Regions from separate parts of the Columba livia genome. Here region 2 is linked to region 1. A link is a contact called in public Hi-C data. All regions are on one chromosome and are shown on one strand. Each heading gives the region's core, a stretch centred on a gene start, on an enhancer-like site or on the middle of the called end of the contact. The rest is flanking DNA. Distances are from core to core; before and after follow the strand shown.

Region 1 (4,317 bases), core at 947-3,446:
GCTCTAGTCTGCGGCAAGCGTCTGCATTACCTTGATGTCGGCATCGCCACGCAGCTACTCTAGAAAATAGATTCCAAGTGACAACACAGAAAACAGTTCAAGAAACACCTGGAAATAAGGCACTTGGGTAAATGAGACAGTAACCGAGCGGCTACGTGTTCAAACAGACGTTACGGCTCAGACGTCCCCACTTGGGAGGAACGACCAGGGCCACTGCATGCGGAACCCACGATCCGGTCACCCTGGGAGGGCAGCGCGAGCGCCGGGAAGCGGAGCAGGACGTCACCGTGCTCAATACTTTGTTCTTTCACGAGTGGTATAAATATGACTTTGGTCCATTACCACCCCTCCACCGCCTAAAACACTCACAGGCTTATTTCACAGAACAGCAGCATTAAGCAACGTTAATTCTACACAACACGCGTACCCTGAGACTAGAGTACAATGAAATACTGACAAAAATCAAGTCTGGAGGAAAAAAGGAAAAGGGCTTATGGACTGTTTAAATTAATTGGCCCACGCAAATGCCTGTTTCTAACTTTTTCCAGAGTAACAAATTCAATGTTTCACCATTATTTTTTGAAATGAATCCAGTAGGAAGTACAATATAGTGGAGTTCAAGTAGTATAAAGACAGGTTTCTGTTAACAGACGGCTGATATCAAATAGCTGGAAATACAGGTTTTAACATTACACTTTACAGGAAGAACAACAATCCCTTCACTCGCTGCTAAAACACCAAAACTTTCCAGCCTGGGTATGAAAAGGAACATCCAAAATACAAAGAGACGCAGCACTGATCAAGTACCCAGTCGAAGACGACCTCTCTGTTGTTGGAGCTGATGGTGACTCTAAGCTTGGAGGTCCCCCCCTCGTTGCTGGAAGGCCCCAGGGGCACAACTTCCATGTCAAACGTCACAGTCGATCCAGAAGTAACGGCCGGCAGCTGGTTTGTCATCTCTTTTCCATTTACAAATACAGCCCCTGAAACATTCGAGATATCAACCGTTATGTCTCACTTTCCATACATACTAACATGCAATACTATGGCTCCCTATTTTTTTGCGGGCAAACAGAACTGGAAAGCCACCCTGCCACGTTCCTTTCTGCCACATCCACCAGGCTGCAATAACTGCAGGCAGGAAAAGGAGACCTGTGATCGCACCAAAGATTTTAACTACACAACCAGCGTGTCCATAGAAGGTGGATGAAGTTGCTCAGGTGTGACCCAAAGGTAGAGAGAACCGGAGGCTGTGGGTTTGGGGAAAGAAAAAACAAACCAAAAGGCTCGCATTCTTCAATCGCGTGACTCCGACTCACCGTTTGTGCTGATGCACACGGCTTTATCCCGCTGCAGCGAATCGTAGCCGTTCTGCTGCTCCACACACACTCCCAGGCTGTCTCGTCTGTCCGGCTGTCCCACCGTTTCAATTCTACCAAGCAAAAAGTGAAGTCAAAGCCTGAAGCTTTAAATCAAAACATGGGGTGAAAGGCAGGCGGCACCACCCTCTGACCGCGCTCCACGGCTTCCCAAGCCCCCCGAGCCGCTGGGAGATGAGACCCCACGTCACCAGCTCCACCGAGCGACGCTCCAACTACCCATCCGCACAAAACATCCATCTGCTTCCTGCAAACTTTCATTGCTATTTAATAGAATTCCCCCGTCACAACTTAAAGAGTCTTTTCATCTATTGCCAACATCACGTATTATGGCGAGACAGCTGTATTTTCAGCAAGCATTTCATATGCGGGATTAAAACGGGGGGTTTTGAGCCCTGCTGTATTCTGCTGTAAAGGGACAGAAGCCTGATGTTTTTTGGTGGTGGTGGGTTGTTTGGTTTGAGGAACATGTGGGATTTTTGTATATTTTGGTTTATTTTTTAACAAACCAGCTTGGTGCAAATGGATATTAAAAGCAGTAACGCCTCGAAGGGCATTTAAAGTTTGGTTTCTCCCTTGCTGCATTCGGGATTTTGGTCCTGGGAAAGAATTGCCAAAGAAAATGCAAACAGGTTGTGCAAATGACCTGGTTTGCAGTTCCCTTGTGCCCCGGCCCCCGAGCGAGGCTGCACAGCCCGCACCCCGGAGGGCTCTGCTGTGTTTGGGTCCTTTCTCTGGCGCTGCCAACTCCCAAAGGTGCTAAATCGCACTTCAGAGAGAGCCCGAGTGACGTGGGAAACACAGACTGCCTTTTCTAGAAAGTTAAACTGGTTATTTTCATTACGGCTTCAGGGAAAGAACAGCACTGATAGGTGGTTGTTGCCAAACAGAAAAAACTCCAGCAGAAGCTTTTAAGAGCTGGAAATGAAGCGGCGATGGAGTGGCACACAAGGGGTTAACTCTTTCAAGACGAACAGGGAAGCTAAAATTGGAACCATGTTTTCCTTTTGCACTCCGTTAGGTTTCTCAGTCCCTCGGGAATGTCATTTAGACAGCAAGAGCCTCGCACTGCAAAGCAAAACTAAAACAAATAAATATCCAAGAAGCTTTTCACTTGGGAGCGATCCACGGTGCTTCCCAAAACAACTTCACATGAGATTTCACGTTCATTTTGGTACTCTAGATTTTAAACTCTGCCTGAGTTACTGGTGAAGGTTTGTAAACAGGTATTTATCTGTAAACTTCATGCATGAGGGAACCTTAATTCATTCCATCCCTACCTAAGGGAGCCTTTCCTGAGTTCTGCCTTGGAAAAAAGTGTTTGTACAGTTACAAGAAGGACAAAAAAAATGCATAATTATAAACCCATTAAAAAGTAGCAATTCTATCATGTCAACCTGTATCCACACTTGCTCATTTCCGCGCAGGCCCCTTTTTGCAGCACAGCGATAATGTCACCTGCGCCAGGAGCTGCAGGAAGACAAGGCAGCGGCCGAGGGGTGCGTTCCTCCTGCCGCGTGCACCGGAACACGACCAGATCTGCTGGAGATCACCGCTCCTCTCCCCACCAGGTCTGGATTTTTCAGCAGTTAACAACCAGCCCAAGACAAAGAGCCCAAAACAGTTCAGAGCATCACTGCACTATCACCTAAGCTTCGCTTTGCTACACTGAATTTTCCTATCACATTAATAAAGTTATTTCTCCGGCCTCTGTGATCCCTGCAATTCAAATTTTTAAAAGCACACAGACTACATGGTAGGAACAATGCTCAGCAGGACGCTGTTCGAGTCCCTCCCCAGCACTTCCAATGCTGCAGAGCAAACCTTCGCCTGTCACTGCCGCGTACACCGAACCAGCTCAACCACCACCAGCTGCCGACTGTCTCAGAGCAGAAAAGTAAATCTGTGAGCGATCACAAGCGCTTCCCTCGCATCAGCTGCCAGCGGAGTCGTGGTGGGTTCCGGACATGGTCAGCTTGATCTCCACATGGTGTCTGCAGCGTGACCCCAAATCCCCGGCCTGGCCAGGGTGACCGGGGTCCCCACCGCAAGAAAACGCTGTAGAGCAGCTGCAGAGCCCGTCGCTGCAGAGAAACCTTCCCTTTCCTAAGGACGGGTCCCTGAGGGCTGCAAAGAAACATCCCGACTTGCAGCAATGATGTTTTCCTACAGCTGGTCCAACGCCTCCCGCAGGGGATGACTGAGGTGGGTACAAAGTGTTGCGTTCACACAGCTTCACCTGTCCCTGCGGAGCTGTGCTTGTCCTGAACGCACAAGAAGAACAACAAGCTGCTCCACGGACATCTGTAACACCAACCTTGCTTATTTGTTTTGCTCTGCAAGCCGCTTATCCCCTTCTGAATACGCTTCTGTTTCAACAGATGGAGAAAGCCGAGCGCCAAGTACTGCATCTCCCTGCCCAGGGAAATCTCACACGCTTTCAAACAAGCAGCTACTCTTGGGACCTTGGAAGAGGAACACGACCAGTTTTTGAGGATGTCCTCGGTCTTAAGATCAGTGCCATGATAGTTCTTGTTGAAATGTGTTTGTTGGTGTCCTGCCATCCTGAAAAAATCTCTTCTTGGAGAGAAGTCCACGTTACCAAAATGTAAAGCAAAAGATTTTCATGTGTTACCAATAAAAGAAGATAAAAGGCATCGGTCTGAAAGAGAACCAAGGGAAACCTCAAAGTTCTGCCTCTAATTTCACAGGCATTTCTGAGCCAAGAGATGTTAAATCTAGCAACAAATTTCAAATGAAAGCTTAGATCTTTTTATCCCATCTCAGACAGGGCAACTGAATACATCCTCATGCTACAATCATCTAAAGTTCAGGTAATTCGTTATCAGGAAGGGAGAAATGAAACACCATGGAATAAGTTACAAAGATATCAACAACAGCCCCCTTAAATTGCCTTTGGGGATTGCCTGCTGTACAG
Region 2 (4,317 bases), core at 1,241-3,740, 45 kb after region 1:
AGTATGCAAGCCAGCGTGACTCTTCAGTAACAATATTCCAGTGACTATGAGACTGTGGATTTGCTGAAGAAAACTGAACTTACAGACAACAGCAGGAGATCTGCCTGTTTACCTGAACCATAGAAACACAGTGAAGTTACCATGAATTCATACAACGCAATACTATACCTGACCACATATGCAAGATTAAAAGGATAAGCAACCTGTTTCATGGAGGTATATAAGCCGTGTCGTAGCTTGTGCTGGCTGCAGAGTCTGAGTTGGTGCGTGGGCACTTAGCACACCTTACTGATCTTTATTCTGTTAAGCTGTAATGACTCCACTTGCTGTCTGAATTCTGCATCATTTTTACAGAAATATTTTCCACAGTCAACACACAATACTGCAGCTGTAGCTTGAAAAGCAAACCAGATATTTTTGCTGATAAAATATCCAAGAACATGTCCCAATGAACAGATGACTGTGTAAGTTTTATTAGGGTAAGCATCCCATTTATTACTGGCAAAAGGGTGATTTCTTTATAAGATTTGGGTTAGGAATAAGATCCATCCTGTAAGGTGCAAAGTGCTTTCACCTTCCCACTGGAGTGCATGAGTGTGTCATGGATGCTTACTCAATTGTGCCTGTTAAATGTTTCGGTATGCACAGGTTACTGTTAGGGTTTGTTTGGGGATTCTTGCTGATTTGCAGGGTTGAACTTCGATTAAGCTTTATTTGTATTGGTTTTCCTTTCTGTTCTTGAGTAGGGGATGCACACCCACTGTTATTTAGGATGGACGTAAAGACTGAGGTGAACTTGTTGCCTTGTTGTTGAGAATATTTTCCTTTCTCTCTTCTAGGGGCAGATGATGTGACTTTTGATCTCACAAGAGTATATGAGCGCTTAGCAATCACAGCCCAGAACAGGCGAGTAATGGTTTCCAGCCGCCCAGGTAATTATGAACCATCGCCCAACAGATTCTGCATCAGTCAAGTGATGTGTTCGCAGAGCTTCTCCACTGGGTGCCACTACTGGGAAGTCATTACCAAGGACAGTGATGGATGGGCTGTTGGAGTTGCCCATGAAATGATTGGTAGAAAGGACAAATTAGGAAGAACAGAGCATTCCTGGTGTGTAGAATGGCTAGGTCCCAAAAAGCAGCTGTCAGCATGGCATAGGAATCAAGAAACATTATTACAGAAGGATAAACCATTGAAGGTTGGAGTTTTCCTGGAGCTACAAAAGAAGACCATGTCATTTTACTCCATCACTGACAAAGAAATGCTTTTGCATACTTTTGAAATCAATACCTCGAATCCTCTTTACCCTGCTTTCTGGCTATATAGTCTAGAAAGAAATGGATCTTTAACTATATGTCACACAAACAGGAGGTAAAGCCTGTTCGGAAAAGTTCAGAAGCCTGTTCAGAAAATTTTTCCTACATTGATAAAAGAAATTACAGGAGAAGAGATGATGCCATTACATTCTGTCAAGTGAGCTTTCTTTAGAAAGATCTGATTGAGTAAGCAATACTCAGAGGACAATGAAGTTACTGATCTCATGTGTGAAAGACTTACTCTTTATGTACTAAACTACAGGGATACACTTTGTATTTGAGGACGTGGCACTTCAGAGAGGTCTCCCAGAACATTGTCTCACTGGCACCGTATCTTGTTTTAGTCTTGCCCAGGCCAAAAGATTGTCAGTCCTGGTGGTGGTGTGACCACTGGAATGGTTTTGGAAGTGGATGTTTTCAAATGTTTGTACCAGCTAATAAATCATGAGGTCACTTTATTGTTTAAAGAGCCTGTAAAAAGGACTGCGTCATGGCAAGGACTGTGTTTTCTTGCCAAGGAACCTGAGGAAATGAGGTTCTGTAAGTTTCCTCGCCAGCGAACAGGCAGTGCTTCTGGCTGTTTGTCCGTCTTTCTGGCTGCAGGGAGGTCCCTGTTGCCTGCGTGGGGTGAAGGGGACAGAGCTGAGATCCAGCAAAACCCACAGCTGAATTTCTGAGAGGACCTTCATGCAGGCAAACTGGAAACAGCTCCCGAAAAGCAAAAGCTTTTTTCAGGCAGTGACGCTCCAGAATGAAATAGTAAGTTTAATGTGAATAAAGCATGTAGGATTTGACTAGCTTATTTAGACAAATGGAGCTCCATGGGGTTTGAAGTCATTGACCGAAGTGCCGGTAATCTTCAAGGTTACTCTTCTCGGCTGTCACTGAACGCTACGGACACACAATTTGAAAGGGAGGGTTCCTGTGCGTGGGACGCGCTCACCTGGCAGGCGACCCCCTGCAGCCAGCACCGCTTCATTACGGTACATCAAAATAACGGCTCCTTAATGGCAGAAACCTCCGTCACCGTCCCAGGGAAGCCCCGGGCAGCCCTGCCCTCAGAGGGGACACCCCGGTACTGCTGTCCCTCCTGACCACGCAGATCTCAGGGGGACGCGCAGCCCGGAGCGCCCCGCGCAGCCGCACGCAGGCGCGCTGAGTGTGTCCCTCGGCAGCCGCCGTAGCGCCCGCTCCGCGGCGGGGAGGAGGCGGCGCGGGGGCACCCCAGGCCGCAGCGGCTCCGCTTCCCCCCCCGAGCCCCATGTGAGGCCGCCCCGCGCCGGGGCCAGGGAGCGGGGCCATGAAGAAGGACGTGAGGATCCTGCTGGTGGGAGAACGTGAGTGCGGGAGGGGCCGGGCCGGCCCCGGGGCACGGCGGGGGCCGCGGCTGCGGGGCAGGGCGGGGGCTGAGGGAGCGCTGCGCCGCCATGCCGCCGGCTGTCAGAGCGCCCGGGGCTGCGGGCCGGGCTCGCCCATCCCTGCCCGGGCTCCTTCGCCTTGGGGCCGTGAGCCCGGCCCTGCAGGGCTCGGGCGCTCCGTGGCCGCCCCGGGCTGGGCTCCCGCGGCGGGGCCGGGAGCCGACGCTCCTCGCGTCCCTTTGCTGGATCCCCAAGTCACGAAGTCGGCTTGCGGAGTTGGCGTGTTCCTTGGGCGTCCCTGGACGTGAAACTGGGCTGAAACTCTTGCCCTGTGTTTGGCCGTGTCCTGTTTAAACTTTAGTTGTGGAAACCAACCTGAAATCTTTCTCACCGGGTGTGGAAGTCAGTGGCCAGATGTGCTCCAAGCCCTTATCAGTCAAGTGTTGTGGACTTGTGGCCAGGACAGGGCCACGGAGCCAGATCCCATTAGCTTACTGTGTGACCTTGAATAAACAGCTCGTATTTATATGCACGCTAAAGATACAGGGTGTTTGTGCTTTTGCATATGGACCTAAAATTATATCCTTAAGTTCACACTTAGGTACCCAAATTAGTGGCTGGGCTTTCAAAGATAGAGCTGCTTGCTGATGTAAATAGCAGCAAGGACGTTCTGGTTTGTTAGCTTGTAAAGTGCGCCTAAGTTCTTCACAAGAGAAAGAATGCAGAGTAATTACCAAGTGTTATTAGTAAAATTACTTAATTATACTAAGAGTGTAGTACTCCTAAGTACAGTTTATGCAGTTGTTTTATAGTGTGGGTTGGCTCTGTCTGTACTGCCTAGAAAGATCCTCCGTCACTTCTTCAGAGAGGAATCCTCAGGGAGCTGGTTTTATGCAGAAAGAGTTAAGTTGTTAAGCTTGTATTTGGCTAGTTTTACAAGACTTGGTTTATGTAGAAATGTATTAGTGTATTTGAATACACAGTTGAATTCCTCTTCAGAATATACGTCCAATGTGCCTTGATTCTCTGGCAATGGTGTGTTCTGAACTGGCTCTGTACGGTGGTTTCAGTGCAGGTGTAACAGGAGCTTTGGTTTGGCAACTAAGTTCACTATGTGTCCACCTGAAAGTGTCGAAGATGTATGTCTCTTAAGTATAGCAACATATAGTACGTGGTACACCTCAGAGATTGTGAGCCTCTCTATGTCATATTTTTATTGGAATTGTAATGAACAGTGGGGAGAAATTTGTTTTACAAATCAGTAAAACTTGGCAGTTACACTGTTAGTGCTGTTCGGTAAACATGTTTTTATATATATTTATTAGTCTGAAACCAAAAGTTAGTCTAGACTATATAATACTTGATAGACGATAACAGACCGTCAGGATCAGGCTCTGAAGTACTGGATAGACCTTTTGTTGTAAGGCTGTTCCAAAACACAGCCTTTGCCATCCCCAGTGGTCTACATTTTAGGCTTAAGGTTGTTTTAGTCCTGGTATCCAGGGTGCAAACATCAGTTTTAACAGTCAACAATCTTCAGAATATGTTCAGCATGTTATTTCATGCAGCGTGATTTAAAAGACTCCTGTATACAGGAGGAAAAAAGATGAGTGAATTATTACAGAGTGCTGTACTGTTTTCTT

What was found. A called contact is a pair of places that touch in the nucleus more often than the background predicts.
Region 2: a contact with region 1 is called in a Hi-C map of liver, with 1.7 times the contacts expected there. The contact joins the promoter of RHOT1 here to the enhancer-like site in region 1. A contact is called at or near these places in 2 of 2 Hi-C or Micro-C datasets (crop and liver).

Annotation. Positions count from the first base shown.
Region 1 is chr18:10,253,210-10,257,526 of bColLiv1.pat.W.v2, forward strand. CRLF3 (cytokine receptor like factor 3) reads right to left here. Exons shown (of 8, transcript XM_065034931.1): 7 at 1,320-1,432; 8 at 1-983. The coding sequence ends at 730. Among named protein-coding and RNA genes, the nearest start is that of CRLF3, 11 kb to the right of the region's middle. Within about 2 kb of position 2,197, at least 2 of the 3 cell types and tissues checked have an H3K27ac peak away from gene starts, as active enhancers do.
Region 2 is chr18:10,297,558-10,301,874 of bColLiv1.pat.W.v2, forward strand. It overlaps RHOT1 (ras homolog family member T1), which reads left to right and starts at 2,491. Exons shown (of 19, transcript XM_065034930.1): 1 at 2,491-2,653. The coding sequence starts at 2,617. It overlaps RNF135 (ring finger protein 135), which reads left to right. Exons shown (of 6, transcript XM_021288654.2): 6 at 840-1,774. The coding sequence ends at 1,375.